3 separate regions of the Arachis hypogaea genome follow, and regions 1 and 3 are each linked to region 2. Evidence: chromatin contacts called from public Hi-C data. All regions are on one chromosome and are shown on one strand. The core of a region is the stretch at or near the end of the contact, and the rest is flanking DNA. Distances in the headings are between cores, read along the strand shown. Region 1 holds the start of LOC112775088 (granule-bound starch synthase 1, chloroplastic/amyloplastic). Region 2 holds the start of LOC112777525. Region 3 holds the start of LOC112775824 (nuclear pore complex protein NUP98A).

Region 1 (3,828 bases), core at 314-2,813, 190 kb before region 2:
TTACAAAACGTGACATTGACAAAAGAAAAATGGAAATTGATGGACTAAAAAGTAAAAACAGAAGAAACCAATCAATTCACTTACAGCCAATCTTGGGGGAAGCGCACCAAGAACATCACCAAGTCCTCCAGTTTTGCTCCAAGGTCCAACCTCAGCACTCACAAAGAGAAAGGTCATCCCAGTTTCACACACAATCTTCCCCACACTCCTGTCACTGCCACTCTTCTTGCTCCTCACGGAGACAGAGATATTTGTTGCATGTGTGGTCTTCATGTTGAGCTTGTTCATGGATTTCAACCCATCATAGGTCATTCCCTGGCTGTTCAGGCTCACCAGTGGTGATCCCGCCTTCGCCTCGGTTCTAGCGCTTCCATGGTGGTTGAGGCACCCGGTTCTTGACACCACATAAGGGGCTGTCACAGTTGCCATAGCTTATTTATCTTTGTCCCTCAAAATATAAAAGCAGCTCAATAGCCCCTTCTTCTGCATGTCACACGCCAAAACCATTTCTAATCAACAAAGATTTGAAAGATACAATTTAACCATAAAAATGTAAACTAACTTGATTACATCAAATATTGGATTAGTTCCACAAAACTACCCAACGAAACTTCTCATGCATTATCAAGGATCTACTTAGAAATCACAGGTTAATGATTTTCTATTCAAGCATTTGATGGCAAAATTTGCCTAGTTTCAAGGATATGAATGAAAATTTCAGATAACTTATTAATACTCCCTCTGTTCCATAATAATCACTTTGAAAATTCGATACATTAAAAAAAAGTGTCATAAAAGTTGTAAATTTCCGAATAACAGATATTGCAGAACAGAGGGAAGAGTAGTAAAGCCCAGAAATCAAACTAAATCATGGCCTTACATGAGCAGAGCATCAATAAAGTGAAGCCAGCTCTATAACAGTGATTATAAGTACCGTGAGTTCTATAGCGTATGTAAGACTATACACTAAAGAATACACAAATTAGAGAAAAGCTTGGCATGAATCAAGTTATGCAAGTTGCTGAATTAAACAATTAGATTTGAGTCTTATAATAAGCTAAAATGCAAGAACCCTAAAAAGTAGGCGACAGTGAGGCGAAAAATCTGGATCCAGTGATGATGTGTACTTTGAATCATTCGAACAAATTTTTAAAGGGAAAAAAAAATAAAAAGAAAAAACGGTTAGTGTTATTTACCGGTAAGGGAAGAGTGATGACTATTGAGTGTGTGTGTAAGTGTGTTGGTGGCTGCCATTAACAAAGACCTCTGGTGTTGCATTTGTAGCTGAAGGGTGCCTAGTGCCTACTATCTCTGCCTACGATATGGTGACACGTGGCAGAGACTGACAGATTTCATCATACGAGCCTCAAGATGATAGTTTTGTGGGGCCATGGACGTCATGGGATTCTTATGAATATGCTGAATATGCGAAGGAAATTTTTGCACTTTGAGGACAGTAATGAATCATCACTTACTATTCGTGTTAGCACAAATTATATAAGAAAATATTTTGTTGATTGTGGTGTGGGCTTAATTATGTGGCTCTTGAATTTTATTAAATTGAGGGAACCAACGGCCCAAATATTATTCTATTTATGTGATTATTCATTCCATTGAATAGTACTAACCACTAAAGAGAATTTTATTAAATACTATTAAATAATAATATTCATTTCTATTAACACATATTTAAAATTTCATGAGATATACATCCGTTCCATCTAATACTTAAATAAATTGTCTGAAGAATAGTGATTTAAAAATAAAAGAAATTTAATTATTTTAACACATTTAATACATAAAAATTTATAAATTTATAATTAATTTATATTTTCTACTCAAACATGCTACTTATAATAGTTTTAAATTGTATTTTTGGAACACGTTTTCCAATATATACAAGTAGCTTTCTGTGTTAAATATTAGAGTAACTGTTAAGAATCAAGTGGGGGAGAAAGGGGACAAACGACCCAGCAATCCATACAGTCATGCAGATCCATCATCAACTATCAGACAACTGAGTAGGCCCACCTTCTAGTCTAGTCTACGAAATTGTAAGTAACTTGGCACCATTGAAGTAAAAACTCAAACGTTGTGAATTATTAGGGTAAAATATATGCATAAACCAAACACATATTAATATTATACAAAAATTTTAAAATAAATAATGTTATATGTATATTTTTATTTATATATAAATCGAATTCATTGAATTTAAATTTGTCTTTTTAGTACTAAATCAAATTAAACAGATTTAAATTGGTAGTATTTCATATATCAACATAAATCAAATTCATTAAATTTAAATTATTCATTATAATACTTTGATTCGATTTATTACTAATACGCTATATATATATATAAATCGAATTTATTTGATTTGATTTACTACCTGTACAGATTATTGATATTTATTACTGTAAAATTAATTGTTTATTTATCATAAATGTCAATAAGAAAATACTACCATTTGAATTTAAATAAAATATCAAAAAAATCAAAACGAATAAGAATAGAAATTCAACTTTTGTGTTTTAGTTTGAACTCTAAAAAAATCTACATTTTTATAAATTTGTTAATTTAAAACGGAACAATAAATAATTTTTAAAAATTTATTAAAAATCATCCTTTGACTCATTAGCATCCAAAGAATTATTACCAAGACATTTGAATAAGAGTTAAAACTTGAATTTTTTCACAATCAAAAGTGACAGATAGTTATACATTATAAAATGACTAACTATATTTATATAATATGTAATTTGAGAAATAATTAAAATACTATATTAATTAAATTATCATTTAATTTGGAAAATGATAATTAAATGCACCAAAACAATACATTCTATACTTAATTTCATTTGAAATGATAATTTAATTAATATAGTATTTTAATTATTTCTCAAATTACATATTGTATAAATATAGTTGGTCATTTTATAATGTATAACTATTTATTACTTCTGACTCTGACAAAAAGTTCAAATTTTAACTCCTATAGTACTTCAGAAGGCTATATTTTATATTAACTTTTTCATCATCAAAAGTCTCGATAATGATTCTTTAGATGCTAATGAGTCAAAAGATGATTTTTAGCAAAATTTTTAAAAATTATTTATTGTTTCGTTTTAAATTCATAAGTTTATAAAAATATAGATCTTTTGGAATTTGAATTAAAACAAAAAAGTTAAATTTCTATTCTTATTCGTTTTGATTTTTTTTTTTTTTTATTTGAATTCAAATGGGTGTATTTTCTTATTGACATTTATGTTTTCCTTATTGAAATTTATATTTTAAAGTTAATAACAATTAACTTAAAAGTAGTAAATGTCAATAATCTATACAGGTAGTAAATCGAATCAAGCAGATTCGATTTACTATATATGTGCTATGCAGTAGTAAATCGAATAAACTAGATTCGATTTATATATATTTAATGTACTAATAAATCGAATCAACTAGATTCAATTTAGCACTATAATGGATAAATCGAATTCAATGAATTCGATTTATGTGGATATATAAAATACTATTAATTCGAATATGTTTAATTCGATTTAGTTTTAGAAGATCTAATTCGAATTCAATAAATTCGATTTACATAGATATATGAATGAAAATATACATATAACATTATTTGTTTTAGAATTTTTGTGTAATATTACTATGTGTTTGATTTATGTATGTGTTTTACCTGATGTAGTAAAGATTCTAACGGAGTGATTGCTATGTATTGCAACATTTTTTTTCTTTAAATCACAGTTGTTCATCTCACATTTAAAAATTGTGACGATTTTTAATCTATAAAACCGTGACATTTAAAAAAAA
Region 2 (3,803 bases), core at 691-3,190:
TCCCAAAAGAATGAGAAATCATATCTAGCTAAGAATAAGATCATTATCATATTTAGCTACAAGCTATTCCATGTCAAGGGAAATGACTTATTGAATCCCAATAACTTCACTTTAATATTGCTACGAGGTTGAGTAAACAATAAGGCAGCACACTTCACAATACTAGTCACATGGATTTCAAGTCTCTCCGTACTGATGAAGCTATAAAAAACTAGTGTGTAAATATTTGCAGACAAGGGAAGAGAAAGGAAAAGGGTATGTTTTTTTGACACAAATTATGTTTCTAGAATGGATAATCAAGATGAATCAAGATGAATCAACATAAATTTTTTATGACAATAAGACAGTGATTCTTTTGAGCTGAAGTATCCTAGAAACTTGATAATAGTCAAATTTTCAACTAAAAAACTGAAAGCTAAATTGCAACATCACAAGTCTTCGTTACAAAGCCATCACCATTTCACACTATTAGACAGCAGAGAAAACATTTACAAACCTTTGTTACGCAGTAGTAAGCTTGTCCAGCATCCCAAATTCTTCTACCAATGATATATTCTCTATCACTGCAAAAGAAGGGGAACTGCAGCAAGCGAGAATTGCAATTCGCAACACATGAGAATATGCCAAAGGCAGTTGCAAGAAACATCTAAATCCAAAAGGAAGTTGAATTGACTCCGGTGTCCAGTACTTACCTTGCGAACCCAATGCACCATCATAGTCCCAGTAACAGGGCACTCTTGTAAGGTTGAAGCATGTATAAGCATGTCATCCCACTTCAACCGATACTCGTCATCCCAGAAGAAATCCCTCAACAGCTCAGGAGTTGCATCTTCATACACGGTTCTACTTCGGTACTGCGGCGGCCCAGTCTAACAAATGCAAACACATTCAAATTCATCCAAAACCAAGTCAGCACCCAGAATGTATCATGCAATGCAATTGGTCTCAAAATTCGGTCACCGTTACTATAGCATTTGTGGTTTAGATTGTGGTTGTGACTTCAGATGCAGCCACAGTTCTTGCATTTACAAGAATAACGAATTTTGAAAGGTGTGTAATGAGTACCTCAGGGTCCCTACGCCAAGCTTGGTAGCTCATAGTAGGGGTAGAACGGTCCATCATCTGAATCCACGCGGGTCCACCATCTTTTTCTTCAACTAACATACTCAAGTGCTTCAAGTCCTGTTCCGTCACCAAAGCACTAACCTCGTTCTCCCCATCATTCCGTTGCAACGAACTCGACCCCGCACCCGAACTGTGTGTGCCACGTGGCAAGTAGCAAGAAACCGAAAAACGGTTATACAAATCAGCAACGAAACCGGAAAAAAAAACAGAAACATAACTGAATTCAACTGAATTTCAAAGCGCACCTGGTGGAAACGGAGAAGGAAGAAAGGTCGGTGTGGGGACCAGAGGTGGAACCCAAAGCAGCCCAAGAAGGGAGGCGAAGCTTGGGGAGGTAGTTGTTGGAGGTGGGCTCGATGGAAGCCAAGTTGTCGGCCCACTTGGGCTTCCAGGCCCAACCGAGGACAACGCCGACTATAACGGCAATCCAAAGCGGAGCGATGAACACAACAAGGTCGGACAGTATGTCGACAGCTGTTGCCATCTCCATAACCCCAAACAACGCCATACAGGTGAATTGACAAGAATACCCTCGCTCTTCTTAATCGGATAAAAAAGGTGTGTGCGTGAAAGCGCAGCGATTAATTGGAGTTGGAGGGGGTTGCTGAGAACGAGAAAGAGGGAGGGTTTTGGTTTGAGTGGGAAAGAAGATAAATAAAGCGAAAGGGATGAGAATGAGGGAAAAAGATATGTGATTGTGTCGAGAGATTGAAGAGGAGAGACTAGAGAGAGGGCAGAAAAAAAGACGAGATGGTGGACCAATGCGGATAAGGATTGTGCGATAAGTGGTGGGTAGAAGTGATATTTGGATTGTCGTAGGGCCACACCTACTTGTACACTGTATATACACTTGTACATCAGTATATGTGTGTATAGTTCTTTTTTTAATTAAAAAATGTTGTAAGAATTATTCGAGTAGCGTTTATATTCCATTCGGATCTTCTAAAGTTTGAATTTCACTTTAAAGAGTAAAGTGTGATCTTCTACTTTTGAATAGTTTCTTTTTTATATTTATTCTTGGTCTCACCTATAAAATCAATAGTGAGAGATCACACTTTTTTCTTTAAAGTGAAATCCAAACTTTAGAAAATTCAAATCCATTTATATTAGGACCCAATTCCTCTAAAATTGTATTGTAGAAAAAAGTATACTATTAATCACCATTAAATTAAGACAATGTATTCATAGATAATAAATATTATAAATTCAAAAGTGATTAAAATATCACTTTATCACTTTACTAACATTGTCATTTTAGAAATCTTTTTCCTTTGTATTGAGTATTGAGATTTAATATTGTATTTAATATTAAAAGAATTGAGTATTGAGATTTAGTATTATATTTAGTAATTAGTAAAATTAAAATTAAAATTTTAGAATACAATTTTAGTCTTTTTAATATCTCAAAAAAATAAAAACATAAGAGAAATAAAAATTAAAACCTTAATAATATTTTTTTAATAACTAAAAATATTTTAATAAATATGTATATCAATTATTCTCCACATACAAGCTATTTTACTATACAAGTTCATATAAGTCATTTTTCCCTAAATTATTCTCACATGCACGTCTTACGCACGCATATTTCACGCGCTTCTTAATTTAACAAATTTCAATCAATGCGTGCATGTTCTTCTTCGTGCCATTACTGCACGTTCTTCTTCTTCTCTTTCGTTATCGTCGTCACCAACACCATCACCTCCTCCTCCTCCTCCTCTTCCTCCTTCTTTTTCATTGAAATTTCTTCTCCTCTTTCCTTTTCCTCCTTCTCCTCCTTATCTCGTTGTTGAAGATAATGAATAACTCAACTTCAGATTATTAATTGAACCAAAACGAAATTGATTATTGTTTTGAATCCAATCAAGTAGCTGAGATGTGGTTCGATTCTAGTTAATTTTTTCGTTAGTAGTTTATGATTCTGTAGGTGAATACTGTTTCATCGTTGATTATTTGAATTGAATGTAATGTAAAAGTTCGCTATTAAAGAAAATATTTTTCTGTATTTGCAGTAAATTTGGGTGTAACACGAAGATATTTGGGTGTATTCTTTAAGAATTTTTTGTGTATGTGTGCTGATAAATTTTGCATAATTCAAAACTCTTCTTCTCCCTCCTCTTCATCTTCTGCTGCTTCTTCTTCTTCTTTTTTATTATCATCATTATCATCATCTTTTTTTTTTATTCATCTCAAATTTTTTCTTATTTTACTCTTTTAACAAGAATAAAAACAAAAAAAATCAAACAAAGAAGAAGAAGAAACACATAATGGTACAAAATTACTTGGAAGATGATGAATTTACATTCATTCAACTAAAAGAAATAAATAAATAAGGAAAAAAAGAAGAAGAAAAAATGCAGCATTTGAAGAAACACTTTTTTTTATTTATAGCAAATTTGGGTGTAACACGAAAATATTTAGGTGTAACACGAAGATATTTGGGTGTTTTCTTTAAGAATTTTTGGTGTATGTGTACTGATAAGTTTTGCATAATTCAAAATTCTTCTTTTCCCTTCTTCTCATCTTCTGCTACTGCTTCTTCTTTTTTTCATCATCATCATCATTTTCTTCTTCTTTTTTTCTTATTCATCTTTTCCTTTTTGTTTTACCTTCTCAAGTTTCTTCTTGTTTTACTCTTTCACCAACACCACCTCCTCCTCTTCTTCCTCCTTCTTTTT
Region 3 (3,851 bases), core at 861-3,360, 170 kb after region 2:
TCCAACCGAACCGTTGGAAATTAAAATTTTTCAAAATGGGTGGGGTGAGATTCGAACCCCTGTCCTCAATGAAAAAGGAGTAAGTTATGGCCACCAGGCTATCACAATTCCAATTAATATGTTTACAAATTATTATATATATAGATATAGATATCTTTAATTAAATATATTTACTTCTATTTAATTTATTTTAATTTTAGTTATAAACTCATTTATTTTTAAATTAATTATATTTTTATTTAACAATAATTATAAATTCACTTATTTTTTTCTTTTCATAATTATATAATATCTATTAATATTATTTTTTAATAAATACTTGTAGCATATAATAGTATAATAGATATAAATTTATTAGTAAATTATTAAAATTTGAAAATAATTATTATTTTAATATAAAAATAAAATAAAATATTTATGATAGAGTAAAATTAACAAAATACTTATTATTTTTGTTTCATATTATTTTAGAATAGCTGAATATTCTTAAAATATTAGTAAAAATATGTATTTTAAATTTTAACTTTAAATTTTTTACTATTTTTTATTTTTTATTTACATAGGACTGGGTTAACCGGTTCAACCAGTGATCCACCGGTTGAACCAATGACCCAGTAATCCAGTAGCTTGACCGGTTCGGTTCTGACAACTATGCCATTCTCACCCAAATCCTTCTTTACCGCCACTCTCATCCCCAACAACCACCACCACTAACGTCATCACCATCAAAACCATCCCTTTCTCCTTTTATACTGCCCTATACACACTAGGGAACTCAATGACATTTCTCGCCGTTCATCTTCACACCACAACGGTGTCATTTGCTGCTTCGAATTCGAAGAAGATGATTATGTTCAAACCTTGCCTCTTTGCTCACAAACCTTCCATGTTGATTGCATCGATACTTGGCTTCGTTTCCACACAAGCTGCCCTCTCTACCGCGCTGGGGTTCTCTCTGCCGCTTTGCTGTTTGCTCTCATGTTCGCTGCCAGGATCTGACCAAGCCTTGACGCCGACGAATATGGCTCGAAATCAGCAGGGGAAGTAAGGGATTGGACTCCAGTTGCAAGGAGAAGAATTCAATTCGGCCGAAGGGGAGTGGAGCGCGGTAGATTTCGATGGATTTTCATAGGAACAGGAAAACCTAGAATAAATGAAAAGAGAACTGTGAGGTTGAGGATGAGGCACTTGAAGTCGGGTTTAATTGTTCGTACGTTTTTAGGGTTGGGTATAGATTTCTGCATCTGAGATTGCAGAGTTTCTTCTTTTGCGGGCTTTGGGTTTAATGGAAAATTGGATATCTCCACCATTGTTACACCAATTGAGGCTGTGAATTCTAACTCTAGTCTCTAGATTTTGTGTATTCAAACTCTGGCATGTGCTTAAGTTGGCTGAATTGGGTGTTTTATGATGGGGTGAAGTTTTGAACTTTTAGATGAAGGTTGAGAACCGGTCCAAGAGTAGTAGAGGTGGTGATGGCGGTGGTGGTGACGGTGATGGTGTTAATGGTGGTGAAGAAGTGTTTGGGTAGTAGTGAGATTTGAGATTAGAAAAATGGTGGTGAAGATAAGGGTAATTTAGAGATTTTAGGTGATTTGTTAGTGTTTGAATAATTTTGTTGTGCAAAATCCATATTTCATGGGTACAAATAGTAATTTCTTTTTTTTTATGGGTAGATATGTCAGCGTTTTTAACTTTTCTGGATACAAATAGTAATTTACTCTAAATTTTTCGTATACTATATACCAATAGAATAAAATTGAAACATTTTGAAAATATTAAATATTTAAAATTAACATTGCGTTTTTTTTCCCCAAAAAAGGCAATTGGTGTTCAGGGAAATGCTAATGCTACTAAAATATAAAAATAATAGATAAAATAATAAATCATTGGTTTTAACTTTTTTATTTTTCTTTTTGTAAAAATGTATGTAGCTCAGTTTTTAATTTTTAAAAATAATATTGTAGCCTAATTAACAGGTTATCTTTTTTTCAATTTTAATTATCCATATAAAAAATAACAAAATGAAAAGATAATATTAGAGAAAAATAAATAAAACATAAAAATTTCAAGCTAAATAAAATAAATAAATGATTTCCTGCCATACTCGTAGAAGATGGTTTACCTTCGTGATTTTAACGCTATATTTCCAATTTTTTTTTTCTGTTTAGGACGGAATTTTAACGCTATGATGCAGCACTTATTACTATTAGTCATACAATCCCCATTCTCTCTGTCACTGTGACCCAAACCCCCATTTCTCTCTCTCTCTCTCCTCCTCTCTCTCTCCCCTAATCCACCACCGTTCCCACTCTTCGGAACCAAGATCCATTTCCCAACAATATCACTGTAAGTTTTTCTCTCTTTCGTTGCGCCATCTTTTTTTTTTTTTTTGTTTAAGAACGCCTCCGTTTTTTTTTAAAGTTTCCGTCGTTTTGTCACGTCGTTTCCGTCTGCTCGAGCTGTGCTTCCTGCTCGTGTTGTCGCCGCGCCTCCCTCGCCTCTCTCTCTCTCTCTCTCTCTCCTCACGTCTCAGCAATAACCCCAGAGAGAGTTTAATTTGTATTCTGCAACCTTGTTCATCTTTTTCAAGCACAAGATCTTCTTCTTCAGGTAAGGATTTGGGTTAAGGATACCTCAGTATTTTAATGTATTTATGTATCTATAATTGCTTGACATCTTAGAAATCTAGGTATTCATCTATGTTTCTCTTTGATAATTTTTTTTTTTCCTTTTAAACTGTTAGTGCTTCTGCTAGAACATGTGGTTTGACATTGTTTTATGTTTAGATTTTTATGTTTTATTTTTATGTATTTATTTTTTTGATGAACTCTGTTTGTGCTGTGAGTTATTGGCATGAGGGTTTGTGTTAGGTTTGAAAAATTTTGTCAAATAGGTATGTCATATTTGGTAATATATATGTTGATGATTTTTATCGAAAGCAATGAAATATATGACATATGATGTAGTTTATGGTAGTATTTGATTTGTTTATTACTATGTTAGTGAAATTTGATTTGTGAAGGTAGATGTAATAATTCCTTTATCAGTCAGAAAAGCACAATTTTGGAGAGTGTTGGTGTTAATTTGATGATTCTAGATTAGTAAATCCTTTTCATGTTTTCAAGTTTTACATGTTTAGTGGGCAGTAAAACTCAAAGGTGTTTGTTTTGTCCTGTATTCCTCAGTTTTTGATACGGGTGAAAAGCTTTTTGAGCCAATTGACAATGGGGTTTATTAACGAGTATTAATTTATCACTACAAGGAAAATGCTGTTCGTTTCCTCACTTTTCAGGAGTTGAAACAAAATAAAATGGAAGAAACTGCTTTCCTCTCTGTAGATTTTGGCAGAGAAAGATAATATATAATTCTTTTAATACTTTTTTTCTTTATTTATTTATTAAAAGTATTGTAATCTATAATGCCAGTTCCACTTGCTCCTTATCCAACACCATCGGCTCCATATACTCCTTCTCTATCTGCAAATGGTATCTTAATTTTTCTTGATGTGTGCCTCCTTGGATTTTTTTTTTCTACTGTCTAATTTTCTATCATTACTCTTATATAATGTTGTGGATCATGCTTGTATAACCCATGCTTGTATAACTATGCAAAAATGGACAGTGATGATTATTGTTGCAATTTCTTCTATTACTAGTCTTTTTTACTTGCTATAATATTTTTTTTTATTATTATGTAATCAGAAAATTGTTATATTACTACTTCAGATGAGAATTATATATAGTAGTGGTTGTTCAAATTTCTAATAGTATATAATTTATGATTATCATGACTGGAGTTTTGGTTGTGTATGATGATGAGGAGAATCTTCTGTAGTGTATGTTGTGTTA

The links. Hi-C and Micro-C count contacts between places; a contact is called where the count stands out from the background.
Region 1: a Hi-C map of leaf shows a contact between it and region 2, with 5 times the contacts expected there. The contact joins the promoter of LOC112775088 here to the promoter of LOC112777525 in region 2. A contact is called at or near these places in 3 of 8 Hi-C or Micro-C datasets (leaf and an unstated tissue).
Region 3: a contact with region 2 is called in a Hi-C map of leaf, with 4 times the contacts expected there. The contact joins the promoter of LOC112775824 here to the promoter of LOC112777525 in region 2. A contact is called at or near these places in 3 of 8 Hi-C or Micro-C datasets (leaf and an unstated tissue).

What each region holds. Positions count from the first base shown.
Region 1 is chr19:98,211,374-98,215,201 of arahy.Tifrunner.gnm2.J5K5, reverse strand. LOC112775088 (granule-bound starch synthase 1, chloroplastic/amyloplastic) reads right to left here and starts at 1,563. Exons shown (of 14, transcript XM_025818555.3): 1 at 1,197-1,563; 2 at 85-483. The coding sequence starts at 429.
Region 2 is chr19:98,021,145-98,024,947 of arahy.Tifrunner.gnm2.J5K5, reverse strand. It overlaps LOC112777525, which reads right to left and starts at 1,940. Exons shown (of 7, transcript XM_025821912.3): 1 at 1,371-1,940; 2 at 1,066-1,255; 3 at 693-869; 4 at 497-580. The coding sequence starts at 1,633.
Region 3 is chr19:97,856,208-97,860,058 of arahy.Tifrunner.gnm2.J5K5, reverse strand. LOC112775824 (nuclear pore complex protein NUP98A) reads left to right here and starts at 2,110. Exons shown (of 13, transcript XM_025819708.3): 1 at 2,110-2,613.